Linked DNA regions of Mus musculus: all the other regions are linked to region 3. Evidence: chromatin contacts called from public Micro-C and promoter capture Hi-C data. All regions are on one chromosome and are shown on one strand. The core of a region is the stretch at or near the end of the contact, and the rest is flanking DNA. Distances in the headings are between cores, read along the strand shown. Region 1 holds the start of Jund (jun D proto-oncogene). Region 2 holds the start of Ccdc124 (coiled-coil domain containing 124). Region 3 holds the start of Tpm4 (tropomyosin 4).

Region 1 (2,700 bases), core at 201-2,700, 1.4 Mb after region 3:
GGCGCCCCGGGGAAAGCGCGGCCCGGGGGCGCGAAGCCACCACCGCCGGGGGCCCCAGTAGCACCAGCGACGCTCGACGCACCCGCAGCCAGGCCGCTCAGCGCCTCCTCGCCATAGAAGGGCGTTTCCATCCCCACCTTCCCCCGCCGCGCTCGGCCCCGGGGCGGGGGGAGTGGCCGCGGCCTCCCCGGGGGGCCCCGTATGCCCCCCAGTCCGCTGCCCGTACAGACCGGCTCCGATGCCGGCCGCTCTGCCCCGCGCCGCCCGCGCGCACTCTTATAGCCTCGGCCCCCGCGATGAGCTCACCGCCCCCGCTCGCCATTGGCGCGAGGTGACGTCGTTGATTTGCATAAAGGGGCGGGAGCGGGACGCCCTCGCCTGGTGGCGGCCGCTGTTGCCAAGAGCGACGCTCGCTACATGGCACAACAACGCGCTGCATTGTGGGTTGACGTCATGGGGGTGGGGCTGAACGCGGTTTGGCCGGGTCACCACGCCCAGCTTGGATTGCCGGGCAGGCTCTGTCCCTACCCTGCTGTTTCTTGCCTCTCCTCCCTTTCTCTTCCTCCCCTCTTTACTTCCCTCTAGATCTTGCCTCTCTGTTTCTCAAACTGGACCTCATCTGTGCGTCTATCTCTCCCCTGTCTCTGGCACTTCTGTGGCGTGATGTGTGGAGCCTCATAAACCCAGGCCCTCTGTGAAGCCACGCCCCGCGTCACGCCCACCGAAGGCACGCCCCTCGGGGGCCGGGCGCCGGCCAGGGTTCCTCCGGCTGGGAGCTGGCAGGTGTGGGCAGGAAGGGGGAGGCAGAGGAGGGTCCCTTGGAGAGTCCCCACAACTACTTAGCTCCTTGTCAGTTTCACAGGGTGGAGTCGAACGCCCTAAAAGCTGACCTCCTGCCTTTTCCTTGGGGAAACTGAGGATGGGATGTGTGGAGTCCAACTGCAGCCAGGGTAGCCATCAGTTGTAGGTTTTTTTCTTGATCTCGGTGAAAAAAAATTTTTTTAATCTTTGTTTTGGGTCAAGACAGGATCTCATCCTCTAGACTCCGCTATTCATGAACTTAACTTCAGTCCCCCTGTTTCATATTCCCAAGTGTGGCAGTAACAGGCCTGAGTCTCTTAACCTCGGCCTACAGATCTCGGTTTTTATTTTACATGCTGGTGTGTTTGTCTGTGTGGTTGTGTATCTGTGTTTGTCTGTGTAGGTATCTGTGCTTTGTGTGTGTGTGTGTCCAGGAAGGTCAGAGGAGAGTTGGGAGTCTGTTCTCCCCGGTGTGGCACTCTGGCTGTCCGACTTGGGTGCAGTCACGTTTACTTTCTAAGCCTACCCTATGGCCCTGGATTGGGACGTTTTGAAACAGAATCTCACTCTGTACCCCAGAATGACCTCCCGAACCCCCCAAAATCTCACCTCAGGCTTCTGGATGACTAATATATGCCATTGTGCCTTGCTTCGGTTTCAGTTATTAGGACACCCTGTACCCTAGCTGACCAAGACTGAGGGTGATTTCACTGCCTCAACGTGAAAGACGTGCCCATCACCTCATCTTAGCATGAGATTTGAGTCTTGGGTTTGTTGAGTTTTACTTTGTGTTTTGAGCAAGGATCTCTCACCTTCCAGCTGGGGCTGGCTGGGAACTTACAGATGTGGACCTGCTAAGTGCTAGAGTTAAAGGGCACTATGCAAAAGCTGTAACCCAGGTTGACCTGGGGCTCCTGCTGATGGAAGTTCTGGGGTGAGCTTGTGGGGTTTTTTTTGTTTTGTTTTGTTTTTGCCTTTGTTTTGAGACAGAATTTTTCTGTAGCTCAGGCTAGACTTGAGAAGTGATCCTTCTGCCTTCTATGTGCTGTAAGGACAGGCATTTACCACACATTTGTCCTCCCAAGGACAGAACTAGGGTGCCAGGCCTCTGGACAGCCATGGCAGTACACGTTTTTACTCTTGACTCTTCTAGAGCCTGAGGTGGGTCCCAGAGTGGAGCCTGCAAATGAGAATCCGGACTGGTAATTACCCTCTTAATTAGTACAGTATGCCACCAGGCCTGATGCAGGCTTTTCTGCTTGCTGGGAACGGAGGTGGAAGAGGTGGGAGCAACAAGTCCCAGCACACTCAACACAACCCTTAGAAGACCAGAGAGGAGTCTCATCCCTTCTCTGTGACTCCTCTCCAATCTGTACCCCATTGGAGCTCCTTTGCACCTCAGGACCTTCGCCCAGGCCATTGAGGCCTCAGAGGGTTCTCCCCCCTCCCCCCAAACCCCCGCCCGAGCCTTGACCAGTTGTTGCCTCAGAGAGCCACACACCCAGGTTTTATCCCCTTTTGTAGGCAAGTGACCATCCAGAAAGATAGAGTGGACTCTCCCCTCACCACACACGTGGGGTTTGCGCTTCGCGAGCCATATCCCAGCCAGCACCCCCTCCCCCGCCCCCCGCCAAACGACTGAGCCAGCTAGTGCTGGCCCAACGCCAGCCAGCCCCCGGCGCCAGGCCTGCCTCTCCCCGGGGCCGTACGGAGCTTGGCGGAGCGCGCGAGGCTCCGCCCTGACCTTGGGACTTGGCCTTGGCGGGTGGGGGATGGGCGGGCGTGCGCTCTGGAGGCGGTGGTTTGAGCTGACTGGGGACAGGTTTACGTACCAAATTAAGTTTTACCTCTGTTGAGACTCACTTTCCCTATCAGGCAAGGAGAGCATTTTGTAGTGGC
Region 2 (2,700 bases), core at 97-2,596, 1.3 Mb after region 3:
AGGCCATCCTCCTCTGGGGTCCGTGCAGTCACTGCAGAGGCTGATCACCTGCAAAAGGCCCAAGAAAGCCAACATTAGCAGTCCACAAACTGAAACACCACGCCGAGAGTTGTGTGCCTTTCCTTTTGTGCTTCTCAAAGTCCACCACACGGACGGGGAGCCAGCTCCGGCTGCTGTTAGGGTGAGGATGGGGCAGCGCCTCTTCCCGCAAAGCCATCTTTCCTGCTCTGCATTCCCGCTCACAGTAATAGACTCCTCGAACTGAACCTTCTGCTTTCTTTCCTACAGGGCCATGCCTGCCATTCCAGCGCCTGGGACAATGAGGCAGGGGGACCAGTTCAGGGTCATTCACGGCTCCAGAAACTCCAAGGATGACCGGATGTGGCAGTAACTGTGTCAGAGATGCACAAAATCCTAAGTATTGCAGACTAAGATGAAGTTAATCGTCAATGAAGCAACAGAAGCATCAAAAAAGAACTAGGGGAGGGGGGAGTAAAGAAAAGCAAAAGATTAAGCAGTGCCAGTCGGCTTCAGCAACAAGGCGGGGGCTGACTCGGGCAGCAGCGGACGCCGAGCAGCTGGGATCTCTCTGTGTAGCCCTGGCTGTCCTGGAACTCACTCTCTGTAGACCAGGTTGGCCTCGAACTCAGAAATCCGCCTGCCTCTGCTTCCCGAGTGCTGGGATTAAAGGCGTGCGCCACCACCGCCCCGCGCCGGCTTGTGATTTATTTAGCAATTCAGTTATGTTCAATTATTTTTGAGATAGTGTCACTTTCGGCCTAGGTCTGCAGTCAGTCCTTCTGCTTCGGGCCCCATAGTGCTGGAATGAATGACACCATGACGGCCATGTCGGTTGCATTTAGTCTAATCCAACTTCTACTCCGTCTGACCCTCAGTTTCCCGACTCAGACAGGGCAAGGGATGTCTTCTCACTTTTGCCCTGAGTTGGAGGAGCCATTGGCCTGACAAAGAGCCCAGAGCAGCCAGGCCCGCACCCCGGGTGGGCCACTGACGCCCCCTGGTGGCACAGCAACCACATCCCGGCCGTCGCCACAGGGCTGGGGCCGGCCTCCCCATCTTTTCTCCGGGCAGCGGCCATCTTGGTGAGGTCACCGTTATGGAGTTTAGCGTTTATCTTCCGTTTTTGTTCACCAATATCTGAGATGGGCCGATAACGTGTTATTCTTGAAAACATTTTGCTTGGAAAGAAGGAGAGCTGGCAACACTGGTTTAGTATTTTGGCTCAGAGAAAAACTCCTACAGACTCTACCAAGATGGCGGCATTCGAGAACGTCATGAGTAGAGCGCCACCGAAAGTTGAGTACGCAGGCGCGGCGACGTCATTGACACGCGACCGAGCCGGTGCCGGGGGAAGAGGTAGGAACGGCTGTGGCGCGGGCGGAGCCGGGTTGCGGGGCACGCTGGGCGGGCGCGGCTCGGCCTGGGGGTCCTGCCGGCGGGAAGGCGGAACTGGAGATGGGGTGCCCGGTGGTGGGTGCTCCCAGCGCGCAGGCGCAGAAGCTCGCGGGGAGTTCAGCCAGTTTCCGGCCCAGGTCGAGCCGGGAGGGCTTCCTGGAGGAGGAGGAGTAGGAGTTTTCTGTCACTTTCCTCCTGCCGCGCGGCCTGGCAGTCATGGGGAACCACGTAGGCACTTTTCGAAGGGGATTATTTAGAGTCCTGGGCTCATTTTGTAGTCTAGGCTGCCTCGAACTCAGTGTAATTCTCCTACTTCAGCATTGCTAAGTGCTGGAATCACAGGCGTGGGCCCACGATGCCCGGCCTCGGACCCTAGGTAGGTCCGGAAACTGAGGTGGTGGTGCGGATCTGATCAGGTCCCTAGTGAGGAGGGTCCTTTGCTGTCCGTGCTCGCGGACTCCTTAATGCCCCCAACTTGCTGATGACGATGGTTTGTTAAATGACATATATACAGTAGACATTCAGTCAGGAAGATTCTGAGTTCCAGGATAGCCTGGGCAAGATACCGAGGCTCTTTCTGGATACAAATGACTCCGGATACCCACTCCACACCCACACACCCACAACGCCACCACCAAATGCCTTAAAGAGAAATTTCCGGTCTGGGAACGTCAGGAGCTCTTGGTCGGCCTTCTCTGGTGCTACACCTGAACTGGTTTCTTTCTTTCTTTCTTTCTTTCTTTCTTTCTTTCTTCCTTTCTTTCTTTCTTTCTTTCTTTCTTTCTTTCTTTCTTTCTTTCTTTCTTTCTTTCTTTCTTTCTTTCTTTCTTTCTTTCTTTCTTTCTTTCTTTCTTTCTTTCTTTCTTTCTTTCTTTCAAGATTTATTTATTATATGTGTGTACACTGTAGCTGTCTTCAGACACTCCAGAAGAGGGCATCAGATTTTTGTTACGGATGGTTGTGAGCCACCATGTGGTTGCTGGGATTTGAACTCAGGACCTTTGGAAGAGCAGTCAGTGCTCTTAACCACTGAGCCATCTCACCAGCACCCTGGTTTGTTTCTTGAGGGATGCTCTGTATGGCCTAGGCTGGCCTGGAGCTTAGAGGTATCCACCTGTCCCAGCGTGGCAGCCATGCCTCTAGTCCCAGCCAGCCTTGCCCTGAAGTTTCAGCAGGAGTTTATTGGGTTAGAAGAGAAACATGAGCCCAGCATAATGCTGCATGCCTGTCATCCTGCTGAGGCAGGAGGATGGAAAGTTTCAGGCTGGGTGTGAGGTCCTGAGG
Region 3 (2,700 bases), core at 4-2,503:
CGAGGCCATTTTGGAGATGTCTAGGGTGGGACGGGCGTATGAGAAGCCGTAACAGCTACTGTGCAGAGCTTCCGCCCGGTTCTGAGGCTTTCTCCAGCCCGAGCGGTCCTTGAGGGATTCAAGGCTTCTACCCAGGCCAGGCTGTCGCCCAGGCAGTCTTGGGAGGAGTCCAGGCGGTACCTGCACTGCCAACTCCACCTAGCCTTTCAGTTTCTAGGGTCCCCGCCCTGAGTTCCCACACTACGGCTTCAGGAGACCTGGGCAATCACACAACACTTCTTCCCTTGTCTGTGAGTCTCCTTCGCTAGCAAACACCGCCCTACTACTCAGGCAAGGGGCTCTCCTTGCCCCGGAAACGTCTGGAATGCCTCTCCCTAGTCTTTTCTTTCTACCCACCTGTAGCAGACTTTTGGGAGACACGAATCGAACGCTTTGTGGGTGCCAGAGCTGGGCTTAGAACCCAGACCCATCTCTGGCCCCGGGCTTGACCCAGGGATGAAGAGGAGGCGCGGAGGCCTTTCCTCTTTCCGAACTATTCATGCACCCCGGTCCCTGAACTCTCAGGGAAGGCGCATACAGTGGGCGCTCCGGCGTCGGGCAGGCCCCCTAGTGGATATTACCTGGGGCTAGGGGGACACAGGGTGATGGTGGTGGTGGTGGGTGTCCTGCAGGCCAGCGTCCAAATTCTCCTGTCCCCACCCCGCCCTCAGCGGACGTGTCGCGGCCGCACCCTAAGGACGTGCCGGGAAAGTTCGGGCGCGAAGAAGCAAAAGCGCGCACCGCCCCCGCCCCCACCTTGGTCAGCCGCAGACAATGGGAGCGCGGTATTTGCCCCACTACTCCGGAGTGCCCCGCGCAGGACTGTCCCCCCCGCAACCTCCCAGTTCCTGCCCCGCCAGCGTACGGGGCTCCAGGATCCAAGGGTATGGATGATCAAGGCGGAGGGGAGACGGAGGAAGGGGGAGCTAGAAGCATGCGGAGCTGGGAAGAAAAGAGGGCGCCAGGGAGCACTGCGGGCCCGGAAGCGCGCGGGACGAAAAGTGGGATCGGGCGGGGGTCGCGGACGGCGCGGGTCCTGGTCTCTCACTTTCTCGCGCCGCTCGCGCTCGCCATCCAGTTCGCGCTGCAGGCCTTGCGCGCGATCCTCTGCGTCGTCTGCCTGCTGCTGCAGGGCCTGGATCTTGCGCTTCACTGCCTCCAGTGAGTTGAGGCCGGCCATAGCTCAATCGTTCTGCTGGGCTCCGGCGACAGCTGGGCGGCCGCGCCCGGGCCCGCCAGCCTTGGCCACGCCGGGGCCGCCCCCGCCTCTCCCCGCCCCCCGGCCCTGCTGTCAGGCCCATGAGGTCACCCGGGCCGGCCGCGACGTCAGCACCGGGCGGGGGGTGGGTGGGAGGGGGTGGCTGACGTCGGTGCAGCTAGCCGCCTTTGCCCTGTGGGCTCCTCGTCCTCCCTCACTGCCCGCCCCGCCTGGCCCAGCGGCCGCGCACTTACCTGGGAGCCTTTATTCTCCGTCTGCTTTAGAGTCTTCTTTAAGTCTGTCAGGTCCTCGGAGTGCCTGTCCAGTTCGTCCTCCACGCATTTCAGTTTCTTCTGGAACTACGTCAGCTGCTCTTTCACCTGGGGACACAGAAGATAATGAGTCAGCCTAATGGTCCATTGCCCGGAGTTTGGGAGGCTGAGGCAGAAGGACTGGGAGTTTAAGGCCCTGCAAATGAACAAAGTCTTTATGAGCTGATGAGATGGCTCCATGGGTAGAGGTGCTTGCCACCAAGCCTAATGCCCAGAGTCCATTAATCTCACACATGCGCCCACATTAATGTAGAAAGTAAAAGGTTTATATAAAGAAGGTCTCATTCAGAGGACACAAGTTTGTGAAAGTAAAAAGTGTATATAGACAAGGTCTTGTACAGAGGACTCAGGTTGATTCCCAGCTCCTGTTCCAGGGGAGCCAACATTCTCTGCTTCCATGACCCCTTAGCATAGGCATGCATGCATGCAAAACACCCTCACATAAAATATAAAATACTCCCTCCACATACACAGAGCGGTAAGTGTGCATTACTGAATACAGAGGGATTTTACTCTTGACCTAAGGACTGGCCATTCTTGGACTCATAAGAGTCCCCACTCTCTTGAGGAAGTCATAGCTTTAGTTTGAAACACTACAAATTGGATTTTGCATTCTCACTTTCTGAATGCAGCTCTCAGGTGATCTCTGTTTAAGCAAAGTGGAGCCTATAGAAACTCCCAGTTTTGTAGGCAGAAACTTTCTGACCAGTGTGCAAGCCCTTTCCCCTGCTGAGAAACTTACCCTCAAGAGCCCCACATCCTGCTCCCACTCCAATCTGGCTCCCACACCTGGCTTTCAGGTCTGTCCTGGAAGAGACCCACTCTCAGGGACCAATTCCCCTCTAAGATCAAATTTTCACTCCTCTAACTTTTGCACATTTGTTAGGCATCTGTTTTTTTGTTTGTTTGTTTTTGTTTTTGTTTTTGAGACAGGGTTTCTCTGTGTAGCCCTGGCTGTCCTGGAACTCTGTAGACCAGGCTGGCCTCGAACTCGGAAATCCGCCTGCCTCTGCCTCCCAAGTGCTGGGATTAAAGGCGTGTGCCACCACCGCCTGGCATGCATCTGTTTTAATTAATGTGTCCTTTAACCTTCCCCAGAATCTAGTGCTGTTTGTTCTGAGAGTCTGTCCC

What was found. Promoter capture Hi-C pulls out the DNA fragments that hold promoters and counts their contacts. Hi-C and Micro-C count contacts between places; a contact is called where the count stands out from the background.
Region 1: a Micro-C map of embryonic stem cells shows a contact between it and region 3, with 5 times the contacts expected there. The contact joins the promoter of Jund here to the promoter of Tpm4 in region 3. A contact is called at or near these places in 2 of 484 Hi-C or Micro-C datasets (CD4 T cells and embryonic stem cells).
Region 2: a contact with region 3 is called in a promoter capture Hi-C map of neural stem cells. The contact joins the promoter of Ccdc124 here to the promoter of Tpm4 in region 3. A contact is called at or near these places in 1 of 39 promoter capture datasets (neural stem cells), 1 of 115 datasets of contacts at active chromatin or transcription factors (extraembryonic endoderm stem cells) and 1 of 9 other capture datasets (adipose tissue).

The regions. Positions count from the first base shown.
Region 1 is chr8:70,696,489-70,699,188 of GRCm38.p6, reverse strand. It overlaps Jund (jun D proto-oncogene), which reads right to left and starts at 1,450. Exons shown (of 1, transcript NM_010592.5): 1 at 1-1,450. The coding sequence starts at 131.
Region 2 is chr8:70,872,136-70,874,835 of GRCm38.p6, reverse strand. It overlaps Ccdc124 (coiled-coil domain containing 124), which reads left to right and starts at 1,346. Exons shown (of 5, transcript NM_026964.3): 1 at 1,346-1,377.
Region 3 is chr8:72,133,841-72,136,540 of GRCm38.p6, reverse strand. It overlaps Tpm4 (tropomyosin 4), which reads right to left and starts at 1,253. Exons shown (of 8, transcript NM_001001491.2): 1 at 1,088-1,253. The coding sequence starts at 1,219.